4 separate regions of the Mus musculus genome follow, and regions 2, 3 and 4 are each linked to region 1. Evidence: chromatin contacts called from public capture Hi-C and targeted proximity ligation data. All regions are on one chromosome and are shown on one strand. The core of a region is the stretch at or near the end of the contact, and the rest is flanking DNA. Distances in the headings are between cores, read along the strand shown.

What was found. Capture Hi-C pulls out chosen DNA fragments and counts their contacts.
Region 2: a contact with region 1 is called in a capture Hi-C map of macrophages, with 5 times the contacts expected there. A contact is called at or near these places in 2 of 39 promoter capture datasets (the 3T3-L1 cell line and hippocampal neurons), 1 of 130 datasets of targeted methods (large pre-B cells) and 1 of 9 other capture datasets (macrophages).
Region 3: a targeted proximity ligation map of the 230-238 cell line shows a contact between it and region 1, with 9 times the contacts expected there. A contact is called at or near these places in 9 of 39 promoter capture datasets (the 3T3-L1 cell line, 3T3-L1-derived adipocytes, the C10 cell line and 4 more) and 3 of 130 datasets of targeted methods (the 230-238 cell line, large pre-B cells and pro-B cells).
Region 4: a contact with region 1 is called in a targeted proximity ligation map of astrocytes, with 4 times the contacts expected there. A contact is called at or near these places in 4 of 39 promoter capture datasets (the 3T3-L1 cell line, cranial neural crest, hippocampal neurons and 1 more), 1 of 484 Hi-C or Micro-C datasets (B cells), 8 of 130 datasets of targeted methods (the 230-238 cell line, astrocytes, embryonic stem cells and 4 more) and 2 of 9 other capture datasets (adipose tissue and liver).

The regions. Positions count from the first base shown.
Region 1 is chr19:32,710,873-32,713,572 of GRCm38.p6, forward strand. Atad1 (ATPase family, AAA domain containing 1) reads right to left here and starts at 1,426. Exons shown (of 10, transcript NM_026487.3): 1 at 1,394-1,426.
Region 2 is chr19:34,066,092-34,068,791 of GRCm38.p6, forward strand. Lipn (lipase, family member N) reads left to right here and starts at 1,267. Exons shown (of 10, transcript NM_027340.2): 1 at 1,267-1,494; 2 at 2,536-2,651. The coding sequence starts at 2,538.
Region 3 is chr19:34,164,766-34,167,465 of GRCm38.p6, forward strand. It overlaps Ankrd22 (ankyrin repeat domain 22), which reads right to left and starts at 1,276. Exons shown (of 6, transcript NM_024204.6): 1 at 990-1,276. The coding sequence starts at 1,010.
Region 4 is chr19:34,190,855-34,193,554 of GRCm38.p6, forward strand. Stambpl1 (STAM binding protein like 1) reads left to right here and starts at 1,375. Exons shown (of 11, transcript NM_029682.5): 1 at 1,375-1,777.

The DNA of each region.
Region 1 (2,700 bases), core at 176-2,675:
GTCCTCTTCTGGTGTGTCTAAAGATAGCTACAGTGTACTTAAATATAATAAATCTTTAAAAAAAAAAAACACCACCAACAGACAAATCTCTTGCTTACATATCTTCCCATTCCAATATTAACATTGACTCTAGGCAGATTTAAGACTACTCTGGGTCTAGGCAGAGGTTGATGGTGGTAGCAGCAGCTAAATTTGAGTGAAGAGGTAGCCCACAGAATGGGAGGATATCTTTGTCAACTGACTGACTGAGGATTAATATCCAGAATATATAAAGAACTCCAAAAACTGTGGCTGACACCTTTAATCTTGGCACCTGGGACGTAGAGGCAAGCAGATCTCCAAATTGGAGACCAGCCTGGTCTTCAGAGTTCCAGGACAGCCAGGGCTACGCAGAGAAGACTTATCTCAAAAAACAAAAAAACAAAACCAAAAACAAAACAAAAAAAAAAAAGACCACTGCTCATCATATCCAAAAGTGACTTCGAAATCCTGAAATGAAACGGAAACGTTCTGCTGTGTGGACAGTGAATGGAAATATTTTATACAGTCTCCACAGATGAGGTACATACCCATCTATCATTCATAAAGCACTGATATATCTGCAAATTGGCTGCAAATGTGGAGAATGTATTTCAATTTTGCATAGACGCTAATTTTAACAAAATATACACATTGCTGTATATCACTAAGAAACACCACTAGACCGGTGTTAATTCAGAATTATCTTTAAACGCATATCATTTTAAATCTTTTCCTGTTTAGCTCTGGTTTCAGTGTGGATACCCTATCTCTGAGCAACTACTAACGTTTTTACTGCAGTATTCCCTAAGTCACTGCAGTGTGCTCCAAATGGTCTCTCAACTCAAAGTCCCAGCAATTCTGTGCCTATCAAGGCCCTACAGTCGCAGACTGTGACAATGAATTCCTGCCAGGCTTCGCGGAGAGGGCAGGTCATTATTAACATCAGCATGTTCTGGGAAAGCATGGCCAGCACTGAAGAAACACCTCCGCCTTTGCACAAAGAGGGAGGAGGAGAGGGGCCGGCACGAGCGGACCGGCTCCTTCCAGCCGCCTTCTTACAAGCCTAGCCCTGAGGTCGCCCTGAGCGCCCCCGATCCTCCAATGACCAGGCCGCCTACAAGAGATGTCCTTGCGGGCAGCCGGAGTCTCCCGCCAGCGCTGAGACCTGAGGGCTCGCGCCCGGCCGGGCGCCAAGGCGAGGCCCCGGACGCCCTTGGAGGTTAATCCGCTGGATCCGGGGCGGCGCTCAAGTGTGACCGACGCGGAGGCAGGTGACTACCGGGCTGGTCTCCCCAGGTGAGCGCCAGGCCCTGGGGGACCGGGAGGGATGGGGGACGCACCTGGCCCGGCCCCGCGGGAACCCGCTACTCACCCAGAGGCAGGACCAGAGACGATGGGAGAGCCGTAGCCCGGCCTCGCACAGGAAAGAAACGCGGCCGGGGAGAGAACGCTTCCGGGGGCTGGAGCCCCGCCCCCCACCGCACGGAGCATGCGCGATCCCTGCCGAGCCGGTGGCGTGCCAGCCAAGGCATGGCGACGCAGTGCGGGGCGAGCTACTTTCCCCAACCTACACCTTAGTACCCGCTGGGCCGATAACATTCAGAAAGGTAGATAGGATGAACAGGGTGCTCCCCAAAGGGCTCTGAGTTCAACTTGAGAGACTCAGAAACTGAATTGGGAAAGACGCTTGACACATGAAATCCCTTGCTACTCTGGAGCTGTACGCAACCCTGACAGAGGAGCCTTTTACAGAAGGCAAAGAAATGCTTCCCTGGTTTGATAAACTTCCACCACCACCACCACCCCCCATCCCCGCAGCAAGTCCTCATGATGCTGCTCAGACGCGCATGGCCTCACCATCTGCCTTTCGGTTTCTAGGGTGAGCTCACCCTCCTCCCCCATCTCTGTACTGATGACACCTGGAGGCGGCGCCTGAGAATCCACTGAACGCTTGAGCAGCCAGGCAGACCAGGGAGGTCTGGCAGTTGGGTCAGAATAGGGCATCTGGTGACAGGTTTTGCATATTGATGACTTTTTTTTTTAACCCCTTCCTCTTGCGAAGTGAGGGACGTGACACCAAGATTCCAAGGAACCGTATCTGAAAGCCAGCCCCTTCTGAATGTATATACACTACTAAGGAACAAGAATAAGTAGACACACTGCCCATAAACAAAAGGAGCATCATCACTTCAAATAAAGGCAGTGGGACTATGAAGGAATAAGACAGACTTCTTAAGACCTTTTTATATTCCTGGAGGAGGCAGTTTGTTTCGCTCTGTTTTCAGGATTATCTTTTAAGGCTAAAGAATTCTACAGCCAAGCTGGGATTGGTGTCACATGCCTGTTTTCCTAGCATTTGGGGTGGCTATGCAAGGAGGATTGCTTTATACCCTGGACCACATAAGTAACACACTGCTTCCTCCCTCTGCTGACAGTTATATTAGTAAATGATGTTGTTAATAGCTGTGGAGAGACACAGCCCAGAAGTGCTGCCAGAGCCTGGAAAGTTCCTTGTTAAAGGACTTTACTGGAGTTCGATAGAAGAACACAATAGATGGAATGAATCAATATTAAAAAGAGTTTGGTTTTTTTGTTTTAATTTTAGACTGGTTTACCCAGCACAGTCTTGAATGGTCCAACAATGGCTGTCCTGGTAGCTTCGCAGTGCTGGAGGTAACA
Region 2 (2,700 bases), core at 17-2,516, 1.4 Mb after region 1:
TATCAAGCTTATATAAGTATGATAAGCTATTACCAAAAAAGATCATACACATTCATTTGGCATAATATTGTTTCTCTAAAAGCAAAATGACAAGAGGAATTCCTCAGATTACTAATAATATAAGCCAAAGTGGAAAACATTTTGGAGACCAGTTCAAACTTTTATGGATTTTTTTTTTTTTGCCAAGTTCTAGGAAGGTTAATGTTGTTGTTATTAGTGTTGCTTTGTTGTTCAAAGTCATATCAACAAATCAACAGTAAAACAACAGCATTGTGTTCTAGAACTTTCCAAAGAGCCCATAAAAATTTGTCAGAAGTATTGGTTAATAGTCCAAAGCTATGAGCCATTTCAAACATGTGCACCTTCCTCTACCATCACACTGTCAATCAGAACAGAACATGTTCGAATCTTTCAACAAAGCCTAAATGAGTGTGGTGTAATGAGTAAGTCCTTCTTGTTCCAACAAGCTGAGACTCACCTTATATTGCACATTTGTGTCACTGGCATGAAATTTCCTACTCAACTGAAATCGATCCTAGGATTTGGACAAATATAGATAATAGTTCCGTTTCTGAAAGGATTTCAGGAGTAAAAAATCAGAAATGCCTGTGCAGCTTTGCTTCTGTAGATTTACCAAAAGAACAGAAGGATGCAACACATATACCTCCCTTGTGTGCCGCCCATGTGGAATTTAGAGCTAAAGTGTCCTCAGCCTTTTAGGCATGCATCTCTACCTTCTTTAAGGATGAAGTTAAATGGTTTCTAGATCCACAGTCAAACTGATTGCTGCCAGAGTTTACTCTAGGTCAAAGTCCTTTGACAAGTGGGTGAATTTGCTCTACCACACTCCCCCTGCTCCAATGTCAAGAATTGGATTGCAGCTCAACTGACTCACAGTCACGTGCTTCCCTGCACACTACTTAGCCAACACCAGTATTTTAATATACTGTTTCTGTGGGTTCTCATTGTGGTGCTGTAGGTTAAGAAAAGGAGATGCTGTTATCTCTGATTTTTGTCTAATACGATTCTGAACACAGTCTGCTTCCCCATTTGAAGCACTCCTATGAAAATGTTGCTGATTCCTCCCATCAATGACAGACAGGAGCTGCAAACATCAGTGAGTCAGCCAAAATGATTACTTGGCATCATGTCGACCACTATTTCCCAACCTACAAGTGTATCATGCATTTGGTGCGCTAGGGAGCCGCCTTGGGCGTGTCATTTTCCAAGGTTTCCTCATTTCCACCAGCTTCCTGTTTGTCACTTCTCTAGCTTCTAACTGTCACTGCAGCCAAGGCTTCAGCCAAAGCTTCAGACTGATGTCAAAAGCAAAAGTTCGGAAGTCCTCTGGGCAGGTGACGCTCACCTAACGAGGTAAGAATGGAGATTCATCCCAACCAGGAGACAGATAAGAGTGGACATCAGGTGCAGTGGGGCTGTCTGCATGCCCTTCCTAGACCTGTTACCTGTTGGCTCTGTGACCTTGGGCAGATCGTAAGTGTCTTGAAGCCATTGTTTTGTTACTTGTCAGTGAGGATGCTATTAATAACAAATGTATGGAGCTCTTCCATATTTAAGTAATGTAACTTAGACATTGAAGGCTACGTTTTAGATGTTTTCAATAGATACTATTATTAGTTCCAGTTTTTAAATTATATATAACATCCACAGATAGTATTTTAGAGCAGATGTAGCATGTATTCAAACCTATATGCATAAATAGAAAAGTGTGCTTTTAAAATTTAGACATTAATTGGATATAGAGTAATGGATTTCTGGTATCAGCATCTTATTCCAACAGTAAGAAAAGTAATAACCTATGCAGGGAATTTACACTGTAGTGTGTTATGTCTTCTGGGCCCCTTCATCCTCAAGGTCACACTACAAGAAAAGTCAAGATGTTGATATCTTACTGCTACTAACAAAGAACTAACACACCAAGCGATTAGCATCCTTACCCACAGTCAGGAAGCAGCGTGTTTGTGGAGAGGTGGAAATGTACAGGCTGGCTGATGTTAGCAGCAGCCAGCAGATGAGTTTGATTGCTCAGATGATGGTGACCTGTCTTTGAAGTTGTAATCTTTGAAACCATGGCAGTGGAGTATGGCTGCATGTGAAAATGTGCAAGGCAGGACTTTGGGAAGTATGCATGGGGAAGTGTCACATCCCTGGACACTGAGGCCAGTGTGATGACTTGGTGGAAACTCCATTTGTTCATTGTCTCTGCTTGCTCTCTGAGCTGAAAGTCAGGGATACAGACTGTTGCACTATTTAATTTGTCAAGATGACTAAACTTGTCCTCTAAACTAACAGCTGAACAAAGACAAGGTCATCAAAAAAACTTAAGCAAAATATACCTTGAAAGAGCCACACTCACTGCGTTGGATGAATAAGACTCCAAGTAACTTCCCCTGTATTTGGTTCTTCTATAAAGCAACCAACCTTCCCTGCCATCACTCCCCATTTCTGTTTTAACTCTAGTCATCAACATAGATGCATAAGATTAACCCTCAAACATTGAATATTTTATGCCAGGCATGCCTATGATGTGGCTATTTTTAACAACGGCTTGTTTGATACCTGGAACCTTAAGCGCTGGTGGATTCTTGGATTTTGAAAATAAAGTAAATCCTGAAGTGTGGATGAATGCTGTAAGTCTCCTACAAACTGCTTTGAAGAAAGTGGATTAGTGGGTGGTAA
Region 3 (2,700 bases), core at 26-2,525, 1.5 Mb after region 1:
TGCTTGCACATGTTCATTGGAAGCAGGCACCAAACAACCACCTTTCATGCTAGCAGATCCAAATCAATGAGGCTCCCTTGAGCTTAGAGAATGGAATGCTGATTAGCAAGTTAATTATGTCAGACAAGGAGTAAGTTATGAATAATAATAATGATAATAATAATAATGAGAGGAGAAGAAGAAGAAGAAGAAGAAGAAGGAGAAGGAGAAGGAGAAGGAGAAGGAGAAGGAGAAGGAGAAGGAGAAGGAGAAGAAGGAGAAGAAGAAGAAGAAGAAGAAGAAGAAGAAGAAGAAGAAGAAGAAGAAGAAGAAGAAGAACCACTACCACAACAACATTACTGTGCCTCTGATACTCTTATTCAAACATCACCCTTTGAAACATTGAAAATGTATTTGATTGTAGTAAGCTATGTTCAATGTAGAAAAATGTCCTGACAGCTATCAAGAGGAAATAGTCCAGATATCAAAGCGGTACTTCCTGTCATTGTGTCTATACGGTGATAACCTATATTAATAATTGCCAAAGGTGAACTTCCTTCCACATAATAAGCTTCAAGGTGTTGTTGTAGTCATGGGTTCCATGAAAAGCTTGCCAATCATTTGGCTTTTTAGAAAATCCAATTAGGTATGAGTTTCTCTTGCCCTCGTGTATTTCACTGAGACACAATATAGCTACAGCCCCGTTTTTCGGTATCACCTCTGCAATTAGGATGTCAGAAAATATGTATCCCATCACTCTCAACTTGAGTCTAGCTAAAACTTATTATTTCAGTCTAACTTGTGTTAAGATACCAAAACAAACAAAGCAAAACAAAAAATAAACCCTAAATATCTTAGGATCACAAGAGATCTTTCCTGACTTAATACTCACAAGGAACACTAAATAGAATTGAAAATAAGTCATGATAACAGGGATAGACAATTAATCGTGGAAAAACAAAAGAAATTTTTAGCCCCTTCGGACTCCTATGTTCAGAATTATGACTTACCTCAGAATATAGGATTCCCATCCCGGTCCTTCCTGGATTCGCACCCTCTCTACAATGCAGTAGTGAATCTTCTAGAGGCGTTTCTAATTAATATTAAATTTCTTCCAGGAAAATAAGGTCCCTGGAAGTCCAAGCTGGTGGCGAGCCCTCTCTTTCCACACCTGGGAATGCCTTTTCAGCAGTCTGTGACAGCAACACACCTTGTAGAGAGACAGGCTATGAAGAGAAGGCATTGGCTTACAGGTAATGATCCCAGCTGTATCACTGTTACAGCCAGGGGAACCGGTTTCTGAGTCATGTACCTCTGCCAGTGGAGGCGGCAGTAAAAAAGGAAGCACAGGTGGGGTGCTGGGAGGAGGAACTTCTTAGGCCAGCAGGAAGAGTTCAAAACAGGACTCTGTACTTACGCAATTTCTGAATTGAAATCCAGCATTCAGTGGCCATCATAGTCAGCCAACTCATTAGTGAGAGTCACGGGATCTAGTTAGGTAAATAATCCTTAAAGTCATGGCTAGCAAGTTACACCTTTCCCCCAGACACTTAAAGGGCCCTGTAAGTTAATAAATTAAACTTAACTTAATAGTTTTTTTAATTATTTTAATTGATGTGTGGTAATTATACACATGTATTCAGTATTATATGATAATTCAAAAAGTATTATATATAATGGTCAAGTGAGAGTAATTAGCATTTCTATATGTTTTAATGTCATTCTTCTGAGAACCTTCAAAGTCCTCTCTCATACTTTTTTTATAAGTAAAAAAGATGCAAAGTAGATCACTCTGAGGTGCTGTGGAGCACCAGGCCTGACTCCTGCTATATCTGTTGTGGTACCTGTGACTCAGCCTCCTCCGCTGCCACTAGCACCTTCTGTGCCTGCAGTCATCGCTACTATAATCTCTTATCGTGGTGCTGTAGGGAACAGCTGAAACCCTGCTCAAAGTTCTTTTGTGTTGTGTGACACTTGTTTTATTCAGACCGTGCCTTGCCCTGACAGATTTCAGTTTACAAGCAACATTTGACTCCATTGTGAGAATGGCGGATGACTGTTCATCTTGCTGGACACAGGAGCAACAGCAGCTGTCTGACATGACCTGAGAGGCCCTAACTGAAAAGTAGTTTACTCCTTAAAGGAGGAAAGGCACATTGGTCGCTGTGAACTGGGATCGCAGAAACACATGGGCATATTATGATCATGATCGGAGGAGTAGGTTGGGGACTTAGCAGACACTCCAAACTGAGGAATGGATGCTACACTCTCACCTGGATGGATGGTGATGCCTCAAAGAGCATCCATCTGACCTCCTGCCCTGTTTATGAAGAGACCAATGGAAACAGAACTCTTGATTGTCCCCAGGACATCACCTTAGCTCACTCCTTATTATTGATGCAGACAACAGCAAATTTCTATCCACTCATCTCCCTATCATTAGTGTGGGCCTACTCCTACCTTTTGCTCTCCCGACTCTGTGGCCTAGGTCCCATGTCTCATCTCTGAAGCTCTACTCCAACCCTATAGCCTATATCTACCACCACCACAGGGTCTTCCTGTATAGACTATCTGATGGCAGTTTTCAAACTTCTAACTCATTGAACAGCCTTTTAAACTATCCATAGTCATTCTGTAAACTACATATACACATATCATATATGTGACATATCATGTGTGATCTGAGGATATTAATAATTAAGATTACTCCAATTTGTGCTT
Region 4 (2,700 bases), core at 125-2,624, 1.5 Mb after region 1:
GGCAGAGTCTGGGTTGCAAGTTTGGTTTCCAAAGGAAAAACCAACCAAGACAGCCAGTGTGTCTCACCCCACTGTAGTGTTTTCTTCCACTTGGAGCTGGGTTCCCACCGAAGCTGGAAACCCCCAGCTCATCAACAGTGACAGTGTTCTTAAAATGTTGGCGAGTTGGTACTGCTCCCTCGAAGAAGCAGCTTTTGAGGTCTTCTTACTTAAGAGTTTCAATCACTGTGACAAAGCAGCAAGACAAAAATCAACTTAGGGAGGAAAGGGCTTATTTCACTACCACAGTGCAGTCCATTCTTGAAGGATGTCAAGGCAGAAACTCAAGCAGGATTAGAATCTGGAAGCAGGGCCTGATGTAGAAGCCATCGCGGGGAGTTGGGGGAGAAAGAGAAACCCCCCCTGGCCCCCTAGAGTGCTGCTTACTGACTTGCTCCCCTTGGCTTGCTCGGCTTTCTTACAGCACCTAGGATCACCTGTCGAGGAGTGGCACCACCCACAATGTGCTGGTACCCTCCCACACTAATTACTAATTAAGAAGACGCCCTACAGGCTTGCCTAAGGCCCCCCATATTGTGAAGGCATTTTCTCAAATCAGGTTCTCTCTTCTCAGATGGCTCTATCTTGTGTCAAGTTTCTATAAAACTTGCTAGCACGGATGTCAAATCAGAATGGATTCTTCCAGCTCCCTTCATCCTTTCTCCCCTTCCTCCACACTCTCCACGCTAACAGCATGCCTTCCACTACTACGCAGCTGATTTAAAACTCGCAGATAAATAATTTTACTTGTCTCTGTCTTACTCATGGAAAACATATAAGATGCAGCTTTTGTATACGGGACTGTAGTGAATATGAATCGTTGCGTGCACTGTGTCTGGCTCAGGTCTATGGCCATATTAAAGACACTGCATTATAATGGTGACACTATAGTAATGGTAAGGAGCTAACCGTTTGTATTTTCCTAGTTCAAGAAGGTGGGGAGAGGGGGAGTGTTTCACGGCGGCAGCGCTTAGTCACGGTTAAATCTCAAAATGGGATTCCTACATAAGCTGTAATCCTATAGCTAAACCATTACATTGGCAAATTCAGCTTCATGACAGCTTGCGTGCTCTGCAGTTTTTGGAGTCGCCCAGCCATTTTCCCAGCTTCTAGGCCAAGTTGATAATTCACTGGGCTGTCCAGGTGGTCCAACCTAGGGCAACGAGTATGCAGGTAGACCGGGGGTTAAATCACAAGCAGCCATTTCCATCTGGCCATAGGCCCTCCGCAGGGACCCGCCACCCCAGAGGTTTTTTTGCAGCACGTGGGAAGCTGTGGCTACAGAGGGGGCGGAGGCAGAGGCGGAGGCCGCACCCAGGGGCCGGGGAAGGGGGAGGGGGCGGACCATCGCTGTGACAATTTCATTCCCTACGTTGCTGCGGCAGAGATTCAGAGGCCATTGGCCTGTGCGTTGTTTTGCAAGGGAGCTGGGGCTGTCCCGCCAGACAGAAGAGAGAGTCCAAGCCACGGAAGGCATCAGAGCTCGACCGACCAAGAGCAAAGAGAACCCAGAGGCCCGGACTAGACCAGCCTGGGAGCGACTCACAGCCTGGTGCCACCGTCACCAAGCGCCGGTGCCTTGCGGAGCAGCCGCTGCCGCCCGGGCTGCAGAGGCCACACGGATGCCCGAGCCACGCGGCCCGCGCAGGGACAGTCGTCGCAGTCGTCATCCCACACAAGCTCCGGACGCGCACGACTGCTGGTGAGTGGCCCCACACGTGTGCCCGCTGGCCCCGAGGTGAGTGGTGATGACGAGTGGCTTCCTGTCGCCCTGCGGTCCCCGCCCCCACGCGCCCCTATCCCGCTCTAGGGTTAGCTTCTTCTCGCCCAGGAAGGCGGAGGCTGTGGTTCCTGGTCTCTTGGCCCTGGGGCGGTGACCTGGACCCGGCTGCGCGTGCTTTTCTGGTTCATACTTGGAATGCATCCTTGCAGATGATGTCAGGATTCCAAGAGCCCACCTCACTGGTTTTGCGTGGGGCTCCACGTCGGCTGCGCGGGATGTCAAGGAGGGAGGGGCGAGAAACTGGTAAAAGCACCTTCATACTAGAGGGTAAGGGGAGGAAAGGACTTTCTAGATGTTGCATTGATGCCCTTTAGCCTCGTGAGACATATTCTCTTACTGGAATAACTTGATTGCTCGCTGGAAGCCTCAAGGGAAATGCGCAAAAAGATGCAATGCTATTAAAACATAATTTTCCAGAACTCGTCGAAATAACTGCTGACAGTCTAGAGTCCGAAGTGCTGTGGTTAATTGAAATGTAAAAGAAAAAGAAAAAAAAAATGAAGGAGTAATTCAAGAAACAGAATCTAATTTAGAGGATTGGGGAAAAAAAAATCTCTAGGTTGTGTGAGGGGGAGGGGCCTGTCTGTCTTCCCGAAACGAGTGTTTGGTCACTAGTAAGCCCTAGTGAGCACGCTGCTTTCCAGACATCCTGCTAGCCACGAAAATTAAACGAAGTCTTGAGTTTCAAAAGTGTCTCCAGAAATAAGGTTAATCTGAGCTTCTGTCAAGGTCAATACCGACTCCTGAGAGCAGACAAAAATTAACACTTGAATGTTTGACTTCCGGTTTCAATTTGTAAGTAGTACTTGTTTCCAGACCCGTTTCCATGGGCAGTTTTTTTGTATTTCTGACAGACGCTAATTTGATTTTTATAAATG